Linked DNA regions of Mus musculus: all the other regions are linked to region 1. A link is a contact called in public Hi-C, HiChIP or PLAC-seq, Micro-C and promoter capture Hi-C data. All regions are on one chromosome and are shown on one strand. Each heading gives the region's core, a stretch centred on a gene start, on an enhancer-like site or on the middle of the called end of the contact. The rest is flanking DNA. Distances are from core to core; before and after follow the strand shown. Region 1 holds the start of Ets2 (E26 avian leukemia oncogene 2, 3' domain). Region 2 overlaps Erg (ETS transcription factor). Region 3 overlaps Erg (ETS transcription factor). Region 4 holds the start of Get1 (guided entry of tail-anchored proteins factor 1). Region 5 has its middle 90 kb from the start of Gm31641. Region 6 holds the start of Hmgn1 (high mobility group nucleosomal binding domain 1). Region 7 holds the start of Brwd1 (bromodomain and WD repeat domain containing 1).

Region 1 (2,700 bases), core at 11-2,510:
GATAGGGCCAACGGACACACTCCTTCAGACAAGTCAGTACCTTCTGCTATGTTTTTTTTTTTTTTAAGTTAGCATATGCTGTTCCGTGTCTCCATGGTAACGGGACAGGGACTCTTTCTTCTATTTATGGAGTTCCTCCTTGACCTGGGTTCTCTGGTCTGGACCTGAATACACACTGAGAAGCCATGAGGAAATATCAATTCCCTCTGGACCTAGCTGTTTTAGCTTAGTGGATTAGGCCTTGACTCCTGCAAAGGTGATACACTGGAGAGAAGTATCAGGTGTAATAGTATCTTGATTGGCAATAATTTCAGATGGGGAGTTGCCATGGAAACCAGGAACCCTGCGGTACCAGAGAAGCTGGGGTCTTCCACTCCCTTCCCGGCAAGGCTGTCCTTGTAATGTACCAATCGTCAGTCCCGTGGCCTTGCCTGAGCTTGCCATTTGCAATTTCATATGCCATCTCTGGTAACAACCTAAACTTGAGAAGGAACGAAATAATATTCAACGTACACCTGTGCCTACGGATGAATCCCACAGGTTTCCAACCATGGACTCAACGCCTTCTGACCAAAAAGGAAACCACTCTTTGGCTTGTGTTTTGACCATGAGTTTGGGAGAGTCACGCTGGACTTGACATGTAGTTGACCTCGTAGACCATGTTAAGTAGAACACAGTAGTAGCCTTGAAGGATTTACTAAGACTAATAATAGATGGCGCCTAAGTGCTCGGCCAAGTCGGCGCTGAGACTCGGCTCAGCCCTAGGGGGCGCCATCCGCACCGAGGCAGTAGGAGGGGCCTCTCCAGAGGCAAGCGGCTGCGCCACGTTCTGCTCTTCCACTCGCGACTCCGCCACCCGCCCACTTTGCGACTCCCTAACCCCACGTATGAGTCTTTCACGACGAAGGACCAGAAATCAGGACCCACACGTAGCTCCAAGCACAGGGCAGGCTCCACCGCAGAAGCCTAACCACCCAACCCAAGTGCCAACAGGGCCCCCAGCTCGGACCTGCAGACAGCCTAACGCGGGCGGATACGGCCCTGCCTTTCTAGCTGGACCTCCTGGGCATAACGCCCGAACCGGGCTCCAGGAGCAGGGGCCAGCAGGCAGGCGACAGCGAGCTGCAGGGTCGCAGAGAAGGGCCCGGGAGCAGCGTGGATCCGCCGCTGCCAGAGCGCGCTCTCCTCCCACGCCGGCCTCGCGCTCGCTCCTCCTCCGCGCTCTCTCCGTCACCCCTGCTGTCCCCTCCCCCGGTTCCCTCCGGCCCTCCCCCAGCTCCAGAAGAGCGCGCGGCTAGGAGATCGGGCTGGTTACTTCCTTCACCGCGGCGTTGAGCACAGAGTGGACACCACTGAGGCCCGTCAGTCCCCGCCACCTTCCCCGGCCCCGCGCGCCCGGATCGGCCCTACGGCCTCGTCTCGCCCGGCCTTGCGCGCCGGGACCGCCGCGATCTCCTCTCCCCGCCGCCCTCCGGCTGGCCCTGCCTGCTGCGGCGCGGTAAGAGCGGCCCCTGTGCGCGATGGTCCTCAGCAGAGACTCCGCCCGGGGTGGGGTGTAGTGCGGGCGGCCCCTGATCCCGCCGGGCCATCGCGCGCCCCAGAGCCGCTCCGGCTGGTTCCTAGGCACCCAGTGGCCTCGGAGGGGGACCCAGGCATCGGGCAGGGCGCGGGCAGACCGCTTTTGTTTTGGGGAAGCCAGTGGTCGCCCCGTGCGGTTCCTGCCCGGGGTGCGCGACTGCGTTTCTCGAGAGGGCTTGAGGCACCTGGAGAGGTGGCCGAGGTAGCCCCAGGTTCGGGGTGACTTGAGTTGGGGAGGCGCTAGGCCTGGAAGGATGTGGGGGTGTCCGGATCATGGAACACCTGGGAAGTTGCGGCTCCCGGGAACGTGTCACCTGCTTGGCCAGGTCTGGGCTCCCCTGGGCCCTGGGAAGCCAGTACGGGATACGGTCCAAGTAGGGGTGCTGGTGGCTGCTCTGCTTTTATTTTCTCCTTAAAGCATATGAATGAAGGGGTAACCTGAAGCGTTTGCGTATTTGACTTTTTTTTTTTTCTAATTTACTATTTAATCTCATAAGACTTGTACTAGCCTGCACTCAATTTCAGGGGAGCCTAAAATAGTAGTTGACTCGCTACTTATTTAGAAAGTAAAGCGGTGAGCAGTCCTGGTTGGAGAGAGGAGTCATTTAATTCGCCAGTTGAGAGACTTGCTCCCGCTGTGGAAGCTCCTGTCGGTATCTGCCTGCCTACACCACCGCCAATCCGGAGATACATCTCAGTGTTAAGCTTTTATTAAAATCTGAGTAATCTCGCAGTGCAGTTAATGTGAACACCGTGCATCCCACAGGGAAATAGCCAAACTCTCATATATGGAATTAGTCATTCATTTCTCTAAACTGATTGCTAAGCAAAAGGCAAACCAACCTTCAAAGGGTTTTGTCCTTTTATTTTATTTTTTTAACCTAAATTTATCTAAATACAAACTCATGCTCTCTTATATAAGTGATTACCTGTTCCACTAAGGATACAGTTATCCATGAAATTCTTGTTTAAAAACCTAACTATTCCCAGTTACTACATTTCTGCCATTTTCTCCCATTTCTTGTTACTATTTTTTTTTTTTTTTTTAGCCCATCACCAGTACCAAAAAGTCTAAACTTGAAATTGATTTATCTAGAGTCTTGACTTGTCCCAGGGGTTAGC
Region 2 (2,700 bases), core at 192-2,691, 340 kb before region 1:
TACATTTCAATCCTGCAGTGTCTTTACTTGGTTTTAGTTTGGGAGAAATATCTAAACACGAGAGCAGAGTATGGAAGTCCTACACTGTTACTGTGTTAGGATCTATGTGGCCATTTATGGCTTTGAGTGCTTGTTTTATGAAATGAGGTTCCAGTGAACAAAAAGCCTACAATTAGTGAATTGCTCATCGATCCATGAAATGTAGAGCCAGCCCCTTTCATTCTCTCAGTGAGTTCTAGTTTGCCTAAAGCAGCTTGCTGATTTTCTTCCTTCTTTCTCTACCTCTTCTTGCTCTTAAGCCTTGTCCTCTTTCCCCCTCCTCTTCCTCAGGCTCATCCCTCCAGCCTCAACAGCTGTACAACTAAGTAAAAGTACCCACGGCTCATGTTTCTCAAAGCTTCCCTCCTCCTGGTCAAGCTCATCTTCCAGAAGTGTAGAAAAAAGAAACAAAGTCAGACTTCTGAGAACACAGGTCCCAGACTGAGGCTCCTTTCTGTTGGAGTGTGACCCAGGGAAAGCTCCTTGACCCCTCAGGGCCCCTGACTCCTCTTCTAGAGGACGGAAATAACAATGTTCTGGGCCATGCAAAACCTGGCGGAACCTCAGGCATAAACATGCTCTCTGAGTGGTGCTGCATGGAGTGGAGGCTTCCACCTTGCTATTTCACAGCCTAGGCTGGTCTTCCCAGAGCCTGGAGCCTTCAAGTGCGTCTTTATAATTGAACCTGAATGTTACTGCCAGACCAGCTTTTCCAAAGCCTAGTTATCACCACGCAAAAGCAGCCATGCAAAATCTTCATGTGTGTGCATGTGCGTGCACTCACATGTGCACATGTGCAGACACACCTGTGGAAATGAGAGAAATGATATCGGGCGTCCATCTTGCCTTGCACTTTGTCTGAGGCATCTGTTCCTCACAGCTACTTATGCCAAGCTGTCCTAGTGAGCTCCTGGGGATTCTCCCATCTCTGCATCCCTTCCTGCACCAGGAGGACTTGAAACACACATTCATTCTACTTATCTTTGATGCAGTGTTGGGGATTCAAACTTGGTCCTTAAAAGCACACAGTGAGCACTCTGTGCATGGGACGGTCTCCAGAGCCTCAGAGCCACAATGGGCATCAGAACAGCAACCTCAGTTACCAATGGGCGACTGAGAGAAGCACCAGCGGGGCTGCTTGGAAGTCCTGGCCACTGAGTGATTCCACGGGCTGTGGAGTATTGTGTGTGCTGTGCCCTTCTCTCCACTAGGTGACAAGTGCCTGGGTGAACTGTATCATGTCACCCCAGGGATGAACTGACAAGCCAACAAGGTGCTGGTACCCAGCATGTGCACTGGGCTAAAGCGATGTAGGAAAACAGCCTCCTCATTTACCGGGCTGCTCAGAACATGTTTACTGAATTAATCAGCAATAATCACAATTTCATGGCAGGCTCGGTTGCTCAACAATGACGGTATTTCACATTCTCCGAGTGTGGATTCTCTCGTGGGGACGCACACGATGAGAGCATCTGAAGTTTTCTGTCTTCCAAGCCCTGTTTGGCTTGGGGTTTGTGAGACAGAAATTCCAGCCTGTTCTTACGGCGTGGCCGTGACATCTTGGCATCAAATTTACAGCTGAGAATATGAAGCAGATGCCACGGCACCCTGGGATTCCTGCCAGTGTAGCACAGCTGGTTCTGATCTGAAAACTAACACACAGAGCAAGCTAGCTGGCACCCACCGCCTTGTGAGGACAGGTGAAGAGTCTCGGTCAGGTATGTACGAAGAGCCTGTTTTCTCCCTGCATCTGACTCAGAGACATCCTCCTGGAGACCACAACTGGACTCTGATGGTCATTAGATTATCTCTTTAAAACACCAGTTATTGAATCTCCTTGGTAGTAGGTTGGGTCCTGTCCCCTAAAATTCATACATTGAAAGCTGAATCTCCAGTAGCTCCTAGGAATCCTTGTTTTAGAGACAAGTATTTCAGAGGTGACCAAAACAGACTAGTTCCATCAAAGAGGCCCATATTCCAGTTGACTGGAAAAGTCTGAGATGTCTGAATCTGATCTTCAAAACCTAGATTTTAAAAAGCCAAGCACCAGCATGTCATGAGGCAGAGACAAGTGGGTCCCCCGGGCTCACTGGACAGGTGGCTCAGACTACAGAATTCCAGGCACTAGAGAGCCTGTCTTTATAAACAAAAGGGATACATAGTGTGGTATTGTAGATGGACTGTGGGTTACATGAGCAAACACACACAGACACAGAGACACACACACGTCTGGACATAGCAGCACAAAGAGTAAAGACAATAAAGGAAGCACCGGCTTTTGCCCATCCAGAAGCCAGGGAGAAAGGCGTGAGCAGATCCTTTCCCACAACTCAGAAGCCTCCTCCTGCTGGCCTCAGATTTCCAGCCTCCAGAGCTAGCCAATACACAGAGTTACTAAGTTACTAAGCCAAGCGCAGGCTGTTACTTTGTTGCACCGACCCTAGAGAAACACTATAAATTCAATTAGGTTAAACTCAAATCTTAACCTATAACCTGATCCATTCTTTCTATGAAGGCAAATAAAACAGTCTGGTGAGATGAGAGCTGAAAGCCAAGTTTCTCAGTTGGAGAGGTTTCTCACCAGTACAAGTTTCTGAAACTGTCCCAGATTCAAAAGTAACTGTCGAGCAGCAGACCACAAAACTCACCTGGATTAGCAAG
Region 3 (2,700 bases), core at 177-2,676, 300 kb before region 1:
TCTCTCTCCTTCCTCTGCCTTCAGTGCTGAAGTCTCTGCTCTAATTCACCTAGCATCTGCTGTAACCTGCCAAACTCACTTCCAGTTCTCCGTCTCTAGAATTGTATTTTCTCAGTGTCTTTGAAACTGGTGAATGACTGACTGTATCAATTTCTGATAAATCTCTCCAGGTGAACCCCAGGATGCTTCCCTTACAACTGTGGAAAGTTAGGAAGCCCTCGTCTGAGAACTAGAAAACCAGTGGTGACCATCCGTGGTTGACTTTGACTGAGTAACCATTTCTAAAAAGGACTGAATATCACCTTGATGCTTTGGTGATGATTCCCTTAGATGAAACATATAAAGTAAATGCAAAAACTGACAAACACTGTAAAAAATTAACACAGCAGCATGAACAGGTATATACGTGTATATGCATGCATATAGGTATATATATGTACATGTGTATTGTTATGTGTGCATGTGCATATGTGTACACATGAATATATATATATATGTGTGTGTGTACATGTTTATACACCTGTACATGTATGTACATGTGTATGTGTACATGTGTAACATATGTACATGTGTACATATGTATGTATGTGTGCGTGTGTATGTGTATGCATATATGTATGGGTGTGCATGTATGTGTGTATATGCATATATACATGTGTGCACATGTGTATTCATGTGTGTGTACATACGTATGCTTGTGTTGCTGACACCTGGTTCTTCACTGCACCTCAGTAGCTCTTCTGTTTTCCATCACACAACTTCCTGCTTATAACTAGCTATTAGATGTCACAGTCTCTAAACGCCATCTGCAACTGTTAGGTTATGATACCATAGGAAGAACATGGTGCTGATGGGCTGAGGAGATGGTTCAGTTGGTAAAGTGCTTGCAAGGACCCAGGTTCAATCTTCAGAACCCACACACTTTAATAAAGTTTCATGGAGGTACAGAAAAGCTCGATTTTCAGATTTTTCCTAAGAGGTAACAAGGGTCACTGTCATGACTGGCCCACCACTCTCACCCCTACTCCAAACAGGACAGGCTGAGTGAGGATGCATCTCAGGACCGGATCCCAGTGGAGTGTAACTGGGATGAGTCTCAGGCCTGGGTCCCACTGGAGTGTAACTGGGATGAGTCTCAGGTCCGATCTCACTGTAGTGTAATCCAGTCTAACCTCCCCCAAAGCCCCTGCCTAGTGCTGTTAATCAACCAAACCACCCTACCCAGGTTTCACAGTGTGAATGAAAGCAAGTCCCCACAAAAGGTATTTTTAGGGCTTCAGACAAGGAGTGGATTGTCTGGCCAGCTCTGGTGTAATTTGTGGGCCTGTTTTATTTCTGAATCAGATGCAGTGGAAAAGCTGCTTCAGAGCCCACGGCGGAGCAGCGGGTGGGGCTCGGCGTGATTCATGTGCGACTCCGGGCTCAGCCTGAACTATACATGTCTGTCTTCTCAGCTGCGTGTTATTTTTACTCTGGCTAAATATTCTCTTACACCTGGGATCTCTGCCTCTTCTGAACAACCCTATTCCTAGCCCTTTCTCAAGCAGCTGAAGGCAAAATTAATTAATCGCTAACTCAACAACAGTTCATTCTTTGTCTCCCAAAAGGGACTTGACATTTCCCGATGAGTTTAATTATTTAAATACATGCCTCTATTTATAGCTGAAAATGGTTATCAGCAAGACTGTGCCCATTTGGGTCTTGGAAACTAGAGGGAAATCCAAACTCTGTGGAGGGATTCTCACTGGGGACTAGAATATTCTACAGAATGCAACTTCTAAAGTTCCACAACGAAGTTCACACACAGCATCTCCATTTTGAGTTTCTTTAGCTTTGTTTGAAATACATTTTTCCGAAAGAAAGTAATCACTGAAATCATTCTGGGGTTCTGTGTGTGTGTGTGTGTGTGTGTGTATAAGTGCGCGCATGCGTACACATATGTGTATGTCCATTTTTGGGTATGTATATTTGTGTGTATGTACATATGTGTGTATGTATGTGTGTACACATGTGTGTATTTGTGTGTGTCTGTATGTGTATATGTCTTTGTGTGTACACACATGACTGTACATTTGTGTGTATCTCTGTATGTCTGTGTGTGTGCATGTGCATGTGTGTCTATACATTTGTGTGTGTCTGTGTGTATGTCTGCGTGTTTGCATGTGTTTGCATATGTGCATGCATACATGTGTGCATCTATGTGTGCATCTCTCTGTATGTATCTGTGTGTATTTCTGTGTGTGTCTGTGTGCATCTATGTGTCTGTGTGTATGTCTGCATTGTGTGTCTGTATATATGTATGTATGTAGGTAGGTAGGTATGTATATCTGTGTGTGTCTGTGCGTGTGAATGTGTGTGTCTGTGTGAGTGTGTCTGCGCATGAGTGTGTCTGTGTTTATTCTTGTGTATGTATATGTATTATTTATAGTGTGCATGTGTCTGTGTGTTTGTGTGTATTCCCTGTATACATGTGTATGTCTCTGTGTGTGTTATGTATGGTATGTATGCGTGTGTATGTATTCCTTGAGTATGTGTATATGCCTCTGTGTGTTATGTATGTTGTACATGTGTCTCTGTGTGTTTATGTATGTCGTATGTATGTTTGTGTGTCTTCCTGTGTCTCCCTGTTTATGTAGTATGGATGTCTGTGTATATTCCTCTGTGTGTGTGTATGTGTGTATTTCTGTGTATGTATATGCA
Region 4 (2,700 bases), core at 98-2,597, 440 kb after region 1:
TCCTCCTGTACAGTGGGGACCTTGGTTGATAATTTCCTTTTCATTCTAAAAAGCAGAGATTTGGGATTGAAGAGCAAGCAGGTGTGTGTGTGTGTGTGTGTGTGTGTGTGTGTGTGTGTGTGTGTATGTGTCAAGGTGGGTTTGTGGGGAGGGAGACTTAGACACACTGCCATAATTTCTCACGAGGCTGCTCTTCCTTAATCTATCTAAAACCTCAGCGTGGAGAGAGAGCACCTGGCAGTCTGTCTACAGTCCAGTTGGAAGGGAAGGTTATGGAGTGGCAGTCTCCTAGTCAGCGTGCCCTTTCGTTGAGATAATTCATCCCACCGCTGCTGGTAGAAACACAGGCAGTGTTTCTAGAAGTAACCCGTTCTCTGACTAACGTGGCAGAAAAGACAGCCAACTATCTTCCACTTTATTCCCCATATACAAGTGAGCCGCGGTTCTTTTGTTATGAATACTCATCATTGCCTAAATTTAGATAATTTTATTAAAAGCTCACTGTAAACTTTTTCTTTGTGCGTGCTGAGCATGGCTGGTACCTAAGACTTCCCACATGCTTGGCAAGTCTCTACCAGTCACTATGTGATGTCTTTTGATGAATAAACTTATCTTTTAGGGTGACGATTTTCTACATTGTTCGTGTTTATTAGTGCTTAGTTTTAAAATGTAGTCGAACCATTTTACATGCGACAACGGTTTAGGAAACAGTTTCAGTTACCATCTATGATAAAGTAACTTTCTATTCATGCAGAGGCTTATCCTAAAATAAATTTATTTAAGAATAAAAGTGAGAGGGCTGGTGAGATGGCTCAGTGGGTAAGAGCACCCGACTGCTCTTCCGAAGGTCAGGAGTTCAAATCCCAGCAACCACATGGTGGCTCACAACCATCAGTAATGAGATCTGACTCCCTCTTCTGGAGTGTCTGAGGACAGCTACAGTGTACTTACAATAAATAAATAAATCTTTAAAAAAAATTCATATACATAAAAAAGAATAAAAGTGCGTTAGTTAACTCAGTAAGAACGTAAATAGTTTTCGGTTACTACAAGCAATCACAGTTTGCCAAAACCTGTTTAGCCTCCCGAAGTGGGCTATCACCCGGCTACGGAAGCCGGGAAGGCGAAAGGCGAAAATGGCTGCTAAGTAACATCCCATGCTGCCCCCTAGAGGAGGTGTAGCGTGCGTGCACCGCGGCCCGACGTGTAGCCCTAGCCGTGGCGCGCCGGCGCAGGCGCAGTTGACGACGCCGTCTCCCTGGTGCTGCCATAGCGGAACAGGACTGCAGTGCGCAGGCGCAGTTGACGACGCTGCTCCCAGGCGCTGCCGTAGCGGAGCAGGGCTGCAGTGCGCAGGCGTAGGCGAGCGCGGAGGCGCGGTCACCATGGCGCTGTCGTAGCGGTGCAGGTGCCTGGGATCCAGCATGAGCGCGTCCGAGACGGACCGCTGGGCGTGGCTGCTGGTGTTGAGCTTCGTGTTCGGGTGTAACTTGCTGCGCATCCTCCTGCCGTCCCTGTCCTCGTTTGTAAGTAGCTGCCGGGGGCGGGGAGCGGCCGAGCGCGGGGCCTTGCGCGGTCCATGCTGCAAGCTCTCTTCCTCCAGGTGCCTCCGAGCTTCTCACAGATCGCGAGGTTGCAACCAGCTCTGGAGGGTGGGAGGTCCCAAGCCACGCTTCGCGACAGAGGAGCAGCCCCGGCCCAGCATCCTCACAGGTGCCTGGCTCCGGAGCGGCTGATCCCCGGCTACAGGGAGCCCCCTTCTGTTCTGTCCGTGGGAACAAGGAACACTACAGAGCAATCTAAACAGGCCATACCGTTCTTGCACATTCAGGTTTCTGTTTATGTATGGGGGGTGTTTTTCCTGCGTGTGTATCTGTGCACTGTGTGCTTTCATTGCCAGCAGAGTCCAGAAGAGAGCGCTGGATGCTCTGGAATTGGAGTTACAGACATTAGTTATCTGCCACGTGGGTCCTGGGAACAGAACCCAGGCCCTCTATAGTAGTATCCAGTGCTCTTATCCACTGAGCCATCTCCAGCCCCAACATACTTTCCATATTTTACTCATGCCTGTATAATGAAGTCTGCACACAGTTCTCCAAAGGACTGGATGCAGAAAGGTTTAGAAGGACTTTTCTGTGTACTGGAAGAGGGATTGGGGACTACTAACTGGGGATGGATGTCCCCACACTCAATGACCTGTCTGCAAAGTTCTCTTCATCTGTCCTGCTATCTGTAGCCTTTAAACCATTTAAAAAAAACTATTTGTTATGTGAGAGTTTCGCTTGCATGTATGTAAGTGCATCACACGTATGCAGTGCTTTTGAGTCCAGAAGGGGCATTGATTCCCTGACACTGGAGTCAAGGACTCCATGTGAGCCACTATGTGAGTGTGCTCTTGACCACTGAGCTATCTCTCCACCCTCTTAATCTGTAGCCATTAAAGATTTTATGTGTGTGTGTGTGTGTGTGTGTTCTGAGTGTATGTATATGCACCATGTGAACGAGGTTGCCTGAGGAGGCCAGAAGAGGCAGTCACATTCTCTGGAACTGACTTATAGATGGTGTGAGCAGCCACATGCATGCTGGGAACTGAACCTGGATCCTCTGAAAGAGCCACAAGTGTGCTTAACCCCCAACACATCTCTCTAACCTGTATCTATAGCCTTGGAAAACATGTTCTGTAATAAACCAGTGGGCAAG
Region 5 (2,700 bases), core at 40-2,539, 350 kb before region 1:
CCCCAGTGAAAGAGTGACTTTCAGCTGAGCGTGTTAATCAAGCGAGGTTGAGAAAAGCCACTCAAACTGAGAGTTTGGGTAACAATCTTGACATTACAAAATAAGCCCCGCCCAAGATGGAAGTTCACAGAGAGGAAATGGAGCTGAGGGGTGGGGAAAGACTGAAGACAGACACTGAGAGCAGGAAGCACCGATGCCCACCATCCAGCCCTGGATTTCCACGGCCTGCTCAAGGAACAACGTCAGGATTCAACGGATGTTCACTGAGTGCCAGAAGTCTCCTGCTCAATTAAGTCACGATAGCCATAAGAGTGTGAATGAATGCAAACACAAGCAATGAAGGAAACAGATCTGGCCACGGGCGTCCCTCCAGCTAGCAAGGTTAATGAGGTGAGGTCAGGGAAGCCTTCCTGGGGCCTCCAGGTTGTACACACCTGCTCTCACCTGCAGGAAGAGCACCCATGCAGCAAAGATGGATGGCTGGGTAAAGACCCTAAGATGTCGCAGACCTTGGGTGTGAGGAATGGAAGGAAGGACTGGAACATGGAGGACTGTGGAGACAGGGAACCCCGGGGCCACAGAGGCCTTGTAACAGAGTGAGTTTATACTCAGTGTGATAGGAAGTTTCCAGAATCAAAAGTCCCTGGCAGCTCCCTGGTGGGAAGGGACAACAGAACTGCCTCCAAGTGAACCTGTGACAGTCCCTGTGTATGAAAACAACAAGGGCCTGGGATAGGGCTCTTTACAAGGTCTGACTGCCACCATAGCCACAGAGTCCACGTAACATGGCCACCAAGACCCAAGATCAGATCCCCCATCTGCTCCGAGGGTTACTCTCCGGGTGCCAGGGCAAGAGAGTGCTTTTGATCTCCAGCCCCAGGAACTTGTTTTCAAGTGGCACTTTATCTCCAACCACAGGGAACAGGGCACAGGACTCCCCCAGTTACTCAAGTGTTTGCTTCTGAAACAGCCATGAAGTTGTTGCTCTGCTTACCAGAAGTCCCCTCATCTTGGGAGGAGAATGCTTTTGTGCAGAGTGAACCATGCATAGAGACACACGGCGGAGCACGAGGAGTGTGTACTGCACAGATGAGGTAGATACCAGGAGTGTCTGAGCATCAGACAGGCCTGTATCCCTTCCCAACAAAGAGCACTGGGCCTCAAATGTCCACCAGGGAGGTTGGGAAATGCTGTGCACATTTGGTTTCAACAACGACCCTGCTGTTACATCAAATGAGCCCAGGACTGACGCCCACAGGGAGGAAACGGAGGCGAGAGGTGAGGAAAGAGGATGAAGACATCGTGGAGGCCCAGGCATCTGTGTTCAGTCCAGCCTTGGATGTCATGGGGGCACAGAGGGACCCAAGCTCCCAGTACAAAGTGTGCAACTCAGCACCAAGTGTGCAACTGCTGCAGAGCTGGGCCTCCATGATCCTGCTTTCTTTCTCTTTAGAATTACCAAACAAAACACAAGGTTTTTAAACTGTTTTCATACATGTGTGTCACTGCGCTTTGCTCATATGTGTGTGTCACTGCACTTTGCTCACATGTGTGTCACTGCACTTTGCTCACATGTGTGTCACTGCGCTTTGTCACTGTGCTTTGCTTATGTGTGTGACACTGTACTTTGCTCACATGCATGACACTACTTTGCTCACGTGTGTCCTTACACATTGCTCACATCCATCCCGACCTTCCTCCCTCATGGTCCTCCCTCCTCAGTGGTTCCCTCCTCCCTTCAAACAGTCTGTCTTCTGCTTTCTTCTCAGGCTCATTTAATGCAGTTTTAGATGTAGATTCTGCACATGAGAGAAAACAGCGTTGTGCATTTCTCCTCCTCTCTGACCCTCTCCAGACCTTTAAGTTTCATCTCTTAAAGGTAATATATATATATTTCCCCCCCCCACCCACAGGGACCCACGGGAAAGAAGCTAGATTCTTAACCCCTCACCAGCCATGACCAGCCATGACCAGCAATGGCCAGCAATGACCAGCAGAGGGCATGTGGCAAAGGAAGCAAAACCCCTTAGGAACACAGAAACCCATGGCTGAGAGTGAGCTCCAGGCCTGCTCCTAAGAGCAAGTGCAGCCTCCCATTCAGAAGTCCACAGAGTGCTGTGCCCCCCCCCCCCCACCGTGCCATTGGCCAGTGCTGCTCAGGGCTTGCTTCTTTGCAGAGATGTTGACTAATCCCTTTTGCATAGCACATTTAAAACACAGGAAGACGACTCATGTAAATCCTGACTTTTTTTAAAAATATTTTTATTAGGTATTTTCCTCAATTACATTTCCAATGCTATCCCAAAAGTTCCCCATACCCTCCCCCCCATGCCCCTACCAACCCGCTCCCACTTTTTGGCCCTGGCATTCCCCTGTACTGGGGCATATAAAGTTTGCATGTCCAATGGGCATCTCTTTCCACTGATGGCCGACTAGGCCATCTTTTGATACATATGCAGCTAGAGTCAAGAGCTCCGGGGTACTGGTTAGTTCATAATGTTGTTGCACCTATAGGGTTGCAGTTCCCTTTAGCTCCTTGGATACATTCTCTAGCTCCTCCATTGGGGGCCCTGTGATCCATCCAATAGCTGACTGTGAGCATCCACTTCTGTGTTTGCTAGGCCCCTGTATAGTCTCACAAGAGACAGCTATATCAGGGTCCTTTCAGCATATGCTTGCTAGTGTATGCAATGGTGTCAT
Region 6 (2,700 bases), core at 104-2,603, 430 kb after region 1:
TGCTCTAGCCCAAGAAAGTCTAGTCCACATTACCACCATTCCTTGAAGCTGTATTTGAAAAGATCACAAACTATGACTTGAGAGATAGACGGTTCCCTGGCTAAGTTAAGTACTCAGCTGCTCTCCCAGAGGATCCAGGTTCAATTCCCAGCACTCACTTGGCAGCTCCAAACTATTAACTCTAAGTCCTCTTTTGGCCTCCAAAATGCACCTACCCACACACACAGGCAAAATACACACAAACATTTAAGGTAAAACGCCAACTAACTATGGGGAAAACAGTTCCTCCATTTTTACTCTGCTCCATAAAACGTCCTGGGCGGGGAAACTTTACTTTTAAACAACGTGCATACTTATGCGTCTGTGCATGCTCGGGCTGTGTCTGCAGAAGCCAGAAGAGGTTATCAGATCCTCTTATCCCTTGGAGCTGTCACTCAAGAGACTCAGGTCCCTCTGTAAGAGCATTGTGCATTCTTAACCAGTGAGTCATCTTCGGCTCATACAGGCTCTTGAGTTTTTGTGTTTTGCATGTACGTATGTGCACCGTGTACCTGCTGCTGGGAATCAGAAAAGGGCACGGATCCTCTGGGAACTGGAGGGACGGATGTTTCTGAGCTGTCCTGTGGGTGCTGGGAACTGAACTCAGGTCGTCTGCAAAGGCCATGTCGCTGCGGATGAGCGAACGGACTACATGCCGCCCCCACCCACCTTCCAGAAACCTCCCCAACACTTAGAACAACCTCAACTAAGCGGCCTGCCTGGACACCTTTTCGAAACCTACCTTTCCCGCGGCCTTTTTCGGCTTCGCGTCCACCTTGGCAGGGGCGGGCTTCTGGCAAGAGATAAATTAATAAAAGAAGGGGGTGTGAGGCGCTGAGCGGGCGAGCTGGGCCCGGCCCGCTCGCTCCCGTCCCGGCCCGGACCGAGCGCGGTACTTACGGCCGACAGCCTCGCGGAGCGGCGCTTGGGCTGCGGAGAGAAAGACGGGGTGAGCAGCGCATGTGAGCGGCACCCCACCGCCCGCCCCGATCCGCCCGGCCCACCCGAGGCCCGCACTCACCTCCGCCTTGGCGGCTCCATCCGCGCTAACCTGCAGGAGAAAGCACAGCGGAGAACAATGCGGCCGCGTGACGTCACGCCCAGCCGCCCGCACCCCGCGAAGATTCCAGAGCCCCTCAGACCCGAACCCTGCGGGCGCCGCGGCCCCGCCGCACTCACCTTCCTCTTGGGCATCGTGGCGGCGCGGGGTGGGAGACGCGTGCGTCGTCGGATCTGTCACCGAGGAGCCGCACTGCCAAGCCGCCGCCGCCACCACCACACGAACTGCTGCGACCCGTCGCGGGGGCGGTGGGAGAACCGGATGGAACCGGATTGGAGCCCGCCCCCTCTCCCCCCGCGCCTCCCCGCCAGCCGGGCCGCCCCCAGCCTCCATTGGCTGTCTAGGCCCACCGCGCGCGCCAGCGCCCCAGCCCTTGCTCCCGAATAGGCACGGCGAGCTGTCACTCCGCCGCATCGCCCCGCCCCCTGGCCCCCCACCCCTGCGGGCGCGACCCCGGCCGAGGGGCGGGCCGGAGTCGCCCGACCCCGCTAGGTAGTTTGTTTGAAGCCGACAGCAAAAGTGCGGCCTGCGCGCTGATAAGTGGGGGCGTGTCACGTGGCCTCAGCATCGCTTTCCCACAATGCTCCGGACCCCAGGCGCCCGCCCGCGGAGTCCACCCGCGGACCCCTCGGGTTCAGCAGTGCCTAGGCGTGATTTGCCATTCGCCCGGGAGGGCACAGGCGCAGCCAGCAGTGCGCAGGCGCGCGCGGGCCGGTCGCGCAGACTCAGGCTGTCCTACGCGCCTTTACTAGCCTATTTTTAGGTAACTATGTCTGTTTTAGGTCTTGCAGCTGTCTCGGGCTCTTGCCCTCCCCACTGCATGGACCCCTCCGTCCTGTGTTCAACTGTGTGCAGGAATCACATCGGCCCTTTACAGACCCAGTCCTTCGCGCAGCGGCGTCGGGTCTAGCTCCGACTTCCAGATTGCACCTTTTGTTTATGGAAGGCAGTTAATATTGAGTATACCTCAAGAATGCAGATAGCGGGCTGGGTACAAGAGTCCCACCCGCAGCCGTATTACTGCTGCTCAATTGTAAGAATTATCATATATGTCTTTGCCTACCATAAAACTTGTATTTAGGACAGGGAATTCGAATCTTTATCTCTTGCACCGTTTAAGATTTTTACACAAACGTTTTAATCCCCCTACCCAGTAAACCCTTGTTTCCCCAAAGGCCCACTGCTGTGTTCCTGGGATTAGATGGCTTGCAGCAGTGACTCTTTGTCGTTTGAGCCGCGACCCCGTTCCCTTCATCTGTGGTCCCATCTTTTCATGCATGCCAGACTGAATTAAGACTGTGAGGTCCTACCCCAACTAGTGGGGGAAAGACATTGACACCACTGGAGTTAAAACCAAATGCACTTCCTGTCCTTTGGTGTTTTAATCTCCTGATTTTACCCTCTTAAAAATAAAGTTTGCCCTTCCGGGAAGCCCACCAGAGATGACCACTCAGACACAGTTTATAGCCAATTGGAAGTCTTTCTTTCCCAGGATAGCCAGGGCCACATAGAGAAAATGTCTCAAATGACAAAGTCTATTCCAGCGGCTATTCTCAGGTATTCAGGGTTTAAGTGTAGCCTGGAGCATTTAGACCAAGGGG
Region 7 (2,700 bases), core at 34-2,533, 380 kb after region 1:
AGGCCAGCCTGGCCTACCCGAGTTCAAGGCAAGACAGTGGTACGTAATGACACCCTGTCTCAAAAAATAAATACACCGACTGACGGATGTCAACTTAAAGCCTGAACCGCTACATACAGCAAGATCAAGTGTGAGCCAACTTTCTAAAGGCAGTCAACACACAGTGCACGGGTCGGGGAAGCAGGGGTGCCGCACTGACATATTCACCACGGAGAACTCTGTGCGATCCTACAGAGGAAGGGAGTACAGTACAGGAAGGGGCCATTTCTCCACCTTGGGAGACTAAGGACTCTCTCTCTATTCCTGGGGAACAAGAGGTCTGAAAGTCTGGGCGGGGCAGAGAAAGGAGAGACCAATGAGAGCTCGAGTTACAAATCGGGAAGGGAGAGAGATGAGAGCGCCCCTCTCAGTGGCTGGCGGCCGCACCTGGAGCCCCAGCCCGGCCGCGAGCCAGGGGCGCCCCCGCCTGCGCCCGGCACCGCCCCCAAAACCATTTTCTGCCAAATCCCGCCCCCCACCCCGCCACCGCGAGCCCTCGGGGGTCGGGCCCGTCGCCCCGGGACGCCGGACCACCAGAGACCACCCCCGGGCGCGGCCCCGCGGCGCCCGCAGGGGAGCAGAGACCCGGCTGGGGGGCGCGGGCGCGCGGAGGACGCGGGAGCTGCTCACCAATTCCTCGTAGCTCCTGTTGTGCTCGTTGCCCTCCCAGTCCAACCTCTTCGGCAACAGCTGGAATGAGACACGAAAGGCGTCCGGGTGACCACCGCGGCCGGGAGGCCGGGCGGGACCGGGACGCGGGGGCGGGGACGGGGACGCGGGGGCGGCGGACCGACCTGGTACTGCTCCAGCTCCTGCACCAGCACCTGCGGCAGAGAAGACGCGCGGTCAGACCCCGTCAGCTGCCCCGCTCACCCCCGGTTCGTTCGCCCCCGGTTCGCTCGCTCGCCCGCCCGCCCGCTCGCCCAGCCGGCACTCACCTGCGCCGCTCGGCGACACGGGCCAGCTGAGAGGTAGCGGGCGATGAGAAAGTACAGCTCTGCGGGGAGAAGACAGGGACGGTCAGCGGCGGCTGCGCGACACCGGGCAGGGGACGCGCGGCCGTGTCTTACCCGACTCGATGAGAGGCACCGGACGTCGGGCCGGCGAAGGCTCCGCCATGGCGGGGCGCCGGGCGGGAGCGAGCGGACCAGCGAACAAGTGGAGCGCGTAGGCCGCGCCGAGGCCTGACCGGGCCGGCGTACCCCCAGCTCCTCAGGCGCGCGCCGCCGCCGCCATGCCGTGCGCGCCGCGCACCGACGCGTCCGCGGCAGGAAGTCGCGCGGGACCGAGGGGCGGGGAGCGAAGTAGTCCCCCCGCGGGGAGCCGGCGGCGTGGCACGACGCGGATGTGGCTCCTTGGCTGGGAGGCGGGCCTCGCCTCGGCGTCCTGTGCGTCGGGGGCGTGAAGCGCAAAAGGGGGCGGCGAGCCAGCCGGGGCTGCGTCCGCGGGGCGGGGGGTGGGGGGGCTGGGGCGCGCGTGGCCGGATTCCTGCGCGCGGTGAGGCGGCCGCCGGCCTTTGTGCGGCGGCGGAGGCGGTACGGCGAGCTGGAGTGGAGGGGGCGGGGCGGGGCAGGGCAGGGCGGAGCCTGGGAGGACGGTCACCTGGGCTGGGCCTGAAGACCCTGAGGCTGGGGAGGAGCTCTGCAGGAGGGTGGCTGAACCCAGAGCGGAGGCTGCGACACCACCTTACCCGCTGCCCTCCCGACCTCCCGCCGCCCCGCGTCCCGCGCCCCGCGATGGGTTAAAGATGCCCGGTACGGGTGACGGAATCTGGGAGTCCGCGATGACTTGACGGGAACTCAGAGGGCCCGTGGGAAACGGGCTGCGGCCACAAGTGTCAGTCGTTTTGTTGGAGGGGTGGAAGAGTTACAGAAAAATCCCCCTAATTACCGCTCTAGGCTCCTGACCCAACCGGATCTGTTTCACCACGTCCAGTGTGCGCTGACAAGCTCTGACGTAGAGTGCAGAACAGAACTAAACATGGCCATTGTTAGATTTATCGGGCAGCAGAGAGTCAGAAAAAGAGGCCTGACCTCAAACGACCTCGGCTCTTTATTCCCAAACACCAAAAGACAGTCGTCTTCCAACGGGAAAGCGAGCTCCTGTCGCGGGCTAGGGTGCGGCAAGGGAATTGTTTGTGTCTATAAAGAGTCTAGGGTGGTTCGGCTGTTTCTTTTCCTTAGGCTTAGGACATAGTGCTAGGGTGGCTCCGCATTCTTTTCTTAACCCCTGCGCCCCTGCGAAGGGCTGACCGAGCAAGGTCATTTGTAGGAGTCCTGTCTTGTGACCAAGGCGTTGTACCAGCTAGTCATTCTAGTGCCTGCGTGCGGAGGCAGAACGAGGTGTCCCAGTCGTGCCCGGGCAGTGAACCTTAGACTGGCTCCAACTATCAGGTGTATGATCCTAGGCAAATCACTTAACCTCTGTCTCAATTGGCCTTATCTGTAAATTGTAGCCAACAGTGCGGCTCCTTCCAGAGCTCAAGGATTTTATGAACTAATACGCATTTCCAGCCTCTGAGTTGACTTTCATTAATTACATGGAAAGTACATATGAATATGTAGATGGCCCACCTATTCAGAGTAATCCTAACTCAGCAAACACCAAGTGGTAAGATAAAATGGAACAGTAAACTCCACCGTTCCCATGGAAACAGTTTGG

Evidence for each region. Promoter capture Hi-C pulls out the DNA fragments that hold promoters and counts their contacts. Hi-C and Micro-C count contacts between places; a contact is called where the count stands out from the background. HiChIP or PLAC-seq counts read pairs in DNA pulled down with a chosen protein or histone mark. Capture Hi-C pulls out chosen DNA fragments and counts their contacts.
Region 2: a Hi-C map of muscle stem cells shows a contact between it and region 1, with 2.0 times the contacts expected there. The contact joins the enhancer-like site here to the promoter of Ets2 in region 1. A contact is called at or near these places in 2 of 39 promoter capture datasets (cranial neural crest and second pharyngeal arch cranial neural crest), 6 of 484 Hi-C or Micro-C datasets (cerebellum, cerebral cortex, cortical neurons and 3 more) and 8 of 115 datasets of contacts at active chromatin or transcription factors (the NIH/3T3 cell line, bone marrow-derived macrophages, craniofacial prominence and 5 more).
Region 3: a contact with region 1 is called in a Hi-C map of cortical neurons, with 1.8 times the contacts expected there. The contact joins the enhancer-like site here to the promoter of Ets2 in region 1. A contact is called at or near these places in 2 of 39 promoter capture datasets (cranial neural crest and pre-B cells), 2 of 484 Hi-C or Micro-C datasets (both in cortical neurons) and 1 of 115 datasets of contacts at active chromatin or transcription factors (bone marrow-derived macrophages).
Region 4: a contact with region 1 is called in a promoter capture Hi-C map of adipose tissue. The contact joins the promoter of Get1 here to the promoter of Ets2 in region 1. A contact is called at or near these places in 1 of 39 promoter capture datasets (pre-B cells), 3 of 484 Hi-C or Micro-C datasets (CD4 T cells, CD8 T cells and embryonic stem cells), 2 of 115 datasets of contacts at active chromatin or transcription factors (extraembryonic endoderm stem cells and pancreatic cancer cells) and 1 of 9 other capture datasets (adipose tissue).
Region 5: a contact with region 1 is called in a promoter capture Hi-C map of the C10 cell line, with 4 times the contacts expected there. The contact joins the enhancer-like site here to the promoter of Ets2 in region 1. A contact is called at or near these places in 7 of 39 promoter capture datasets (the 3T3-L1 cell line, the C10 cell line, cranial neural crest and 4 more), 5 of 484 Hi-C or Micro-C datasets (cerebellum, cerebral cortex, cortical neurons and 1 more) and 8 of 115 datasets of contacts at active chromatin or transcription factors (the NIH/3T3 cell line, bone marrow-derived macrophages, craniofacial prominence and 5 more).
Region 6: a contact with region 1 is called in an H3K27ac HiChIP or PLAC-seq map of microglia, with 6 times the contacts expected there. The contact joins the promoter of Hmgn1 here to the promoter of Ets2 in region 1. A contact is called at or near these places in 1 of 39 promoter capture datasets (pre-B cells), 2 of 484 Hi-C or Micro-C datasets (both in embryonic stem cells), 4 of 115 datasets of contacts at active chromatin or transcription factors (bone marrow-derived macrophages, extraembryonic endoderm stem cells, microglia and 1 more) and 1 of 9 other capture datasets (liver).
Region 7: a contact with region 1 is called in a Micro-C map of embryonic stem cells, with 5 times the contacts expected there. The contact joins the promoter of Brwd1 here to the promoter of Ets2 in region 1. A contact is called at or near these places in 3 of 39 promoter capture datasets (cranial neural crest, maxillary cranial neural crest and pre-B cells), 10 of 484 Hi-C or Micro-C datasets (CD4 T cells, CD8 T cells, LSK cells and 4 more), 3 of 115 datasets of contacts at active chromatin or transcription factors (bone marrow-derived macrophages, extraembryonic endoderm stem cells and memory CD8 T cells) and 1 of 9 other capture datasets (adipose tissue).

Annotation. Positions count from the first base shown.
Region 1 is chr16:95,701,147-95,703,846 of GRCm38.p6, forward strand. It overlaps Ets2 (E26 avian leukemia oncogene 2, 3' domain), which reads left to right and starts at 1,261. Exons shown (of 10, transcript NM_011809.3): 1 at 1,261-1,498.
Region 2 is chr16:95,365,965-95,368,664 of GRCm38.p6, forward strand. It overlaps Erg (ETS transcription factor), which reads right to left. Exons shown (of 11, transcript NM_133659.3): 10 at 2,688-2,700. Among named protein-coding and RNA genes, the nearest start is that of Gm31641, 110 kb to the left of the region's middle. Within about 2 kb of position 1,442, at least 2 of the 459 cell types and tissues checked have an H3K27ac peak or open chromatin away from gene starts, as enhancers often do. A contact at or near this core is called in muscle stem cells, where this site is marked.
Region 3 is chr16:95,397,770-95,400,469 of GRCm38.p6, forward strand. The region is part of intron 3 of Erg (ETS transcription factor); the gene reads right to left. Among named protein-coding and RNA genes, the nearest start is that of Erg, 130 kb to the right of the region's middle. Within about 2 kb of position 1,427, at least 26 of the 459 cell types and tissues checked have an H3K27ac peak or open chromatin away from gene starts, as enhancers often do. A contact at or near this core is called in cortical neurons, where this site is marked.
Region 4 is chr16:96,144,053-96,146,752 of GRCm38.p6, forward strand. It overlaps Get1 (guided entry of tail-anchored proteins factor 1), which reads left to right and starts at 1,348. Exons shown (of 5, transcript NM_207301.3): 1 at 1,348-1,526. The coding sequence starts at 1,425.
Region 5 is chr16:95,348,667-95,351,366 of GRCm38.p6, forward strand. No RefSeq gene overlaps it. Among named protein-coding and RNA genes, the nearest start is that of Gm31641, 90 kb to the left of the region's middle. Within about 2 kb of position 1,290, at least 32 of the 459 cell types and tissues checked have an H3K27ac peak or open chromatin away from gene starts, as enhancers often do.
Region 6 is chr16:96,126,372-96,129,071 of GRCm38.p6, forward strand. Hmgn1 (high mobility group nucleosomal binding domain 1) reads right to left here and starts at 1,354. Exons shown (of 6, transcript NM_008251.3): 1 at 1,219-1,354; 2 at 1,061-1,090; 3 at 940-969; 4 at 782-832. The coding sequence starts at 1,233.
Region 7 is chr16:96,081,145-96,083,844 of GRCm38.p6, forward strand. Brwd1 (bromodomain and WD repeat domain containing 1) reads right to left here and starts at 1,284. Exons shown (of 42, transcript NM_145125.3): 1 at 1,110-1,284; 2 at 978-1,036; 3 at 834-863; 4 at 670-729. The coding sequence starts at 1,158.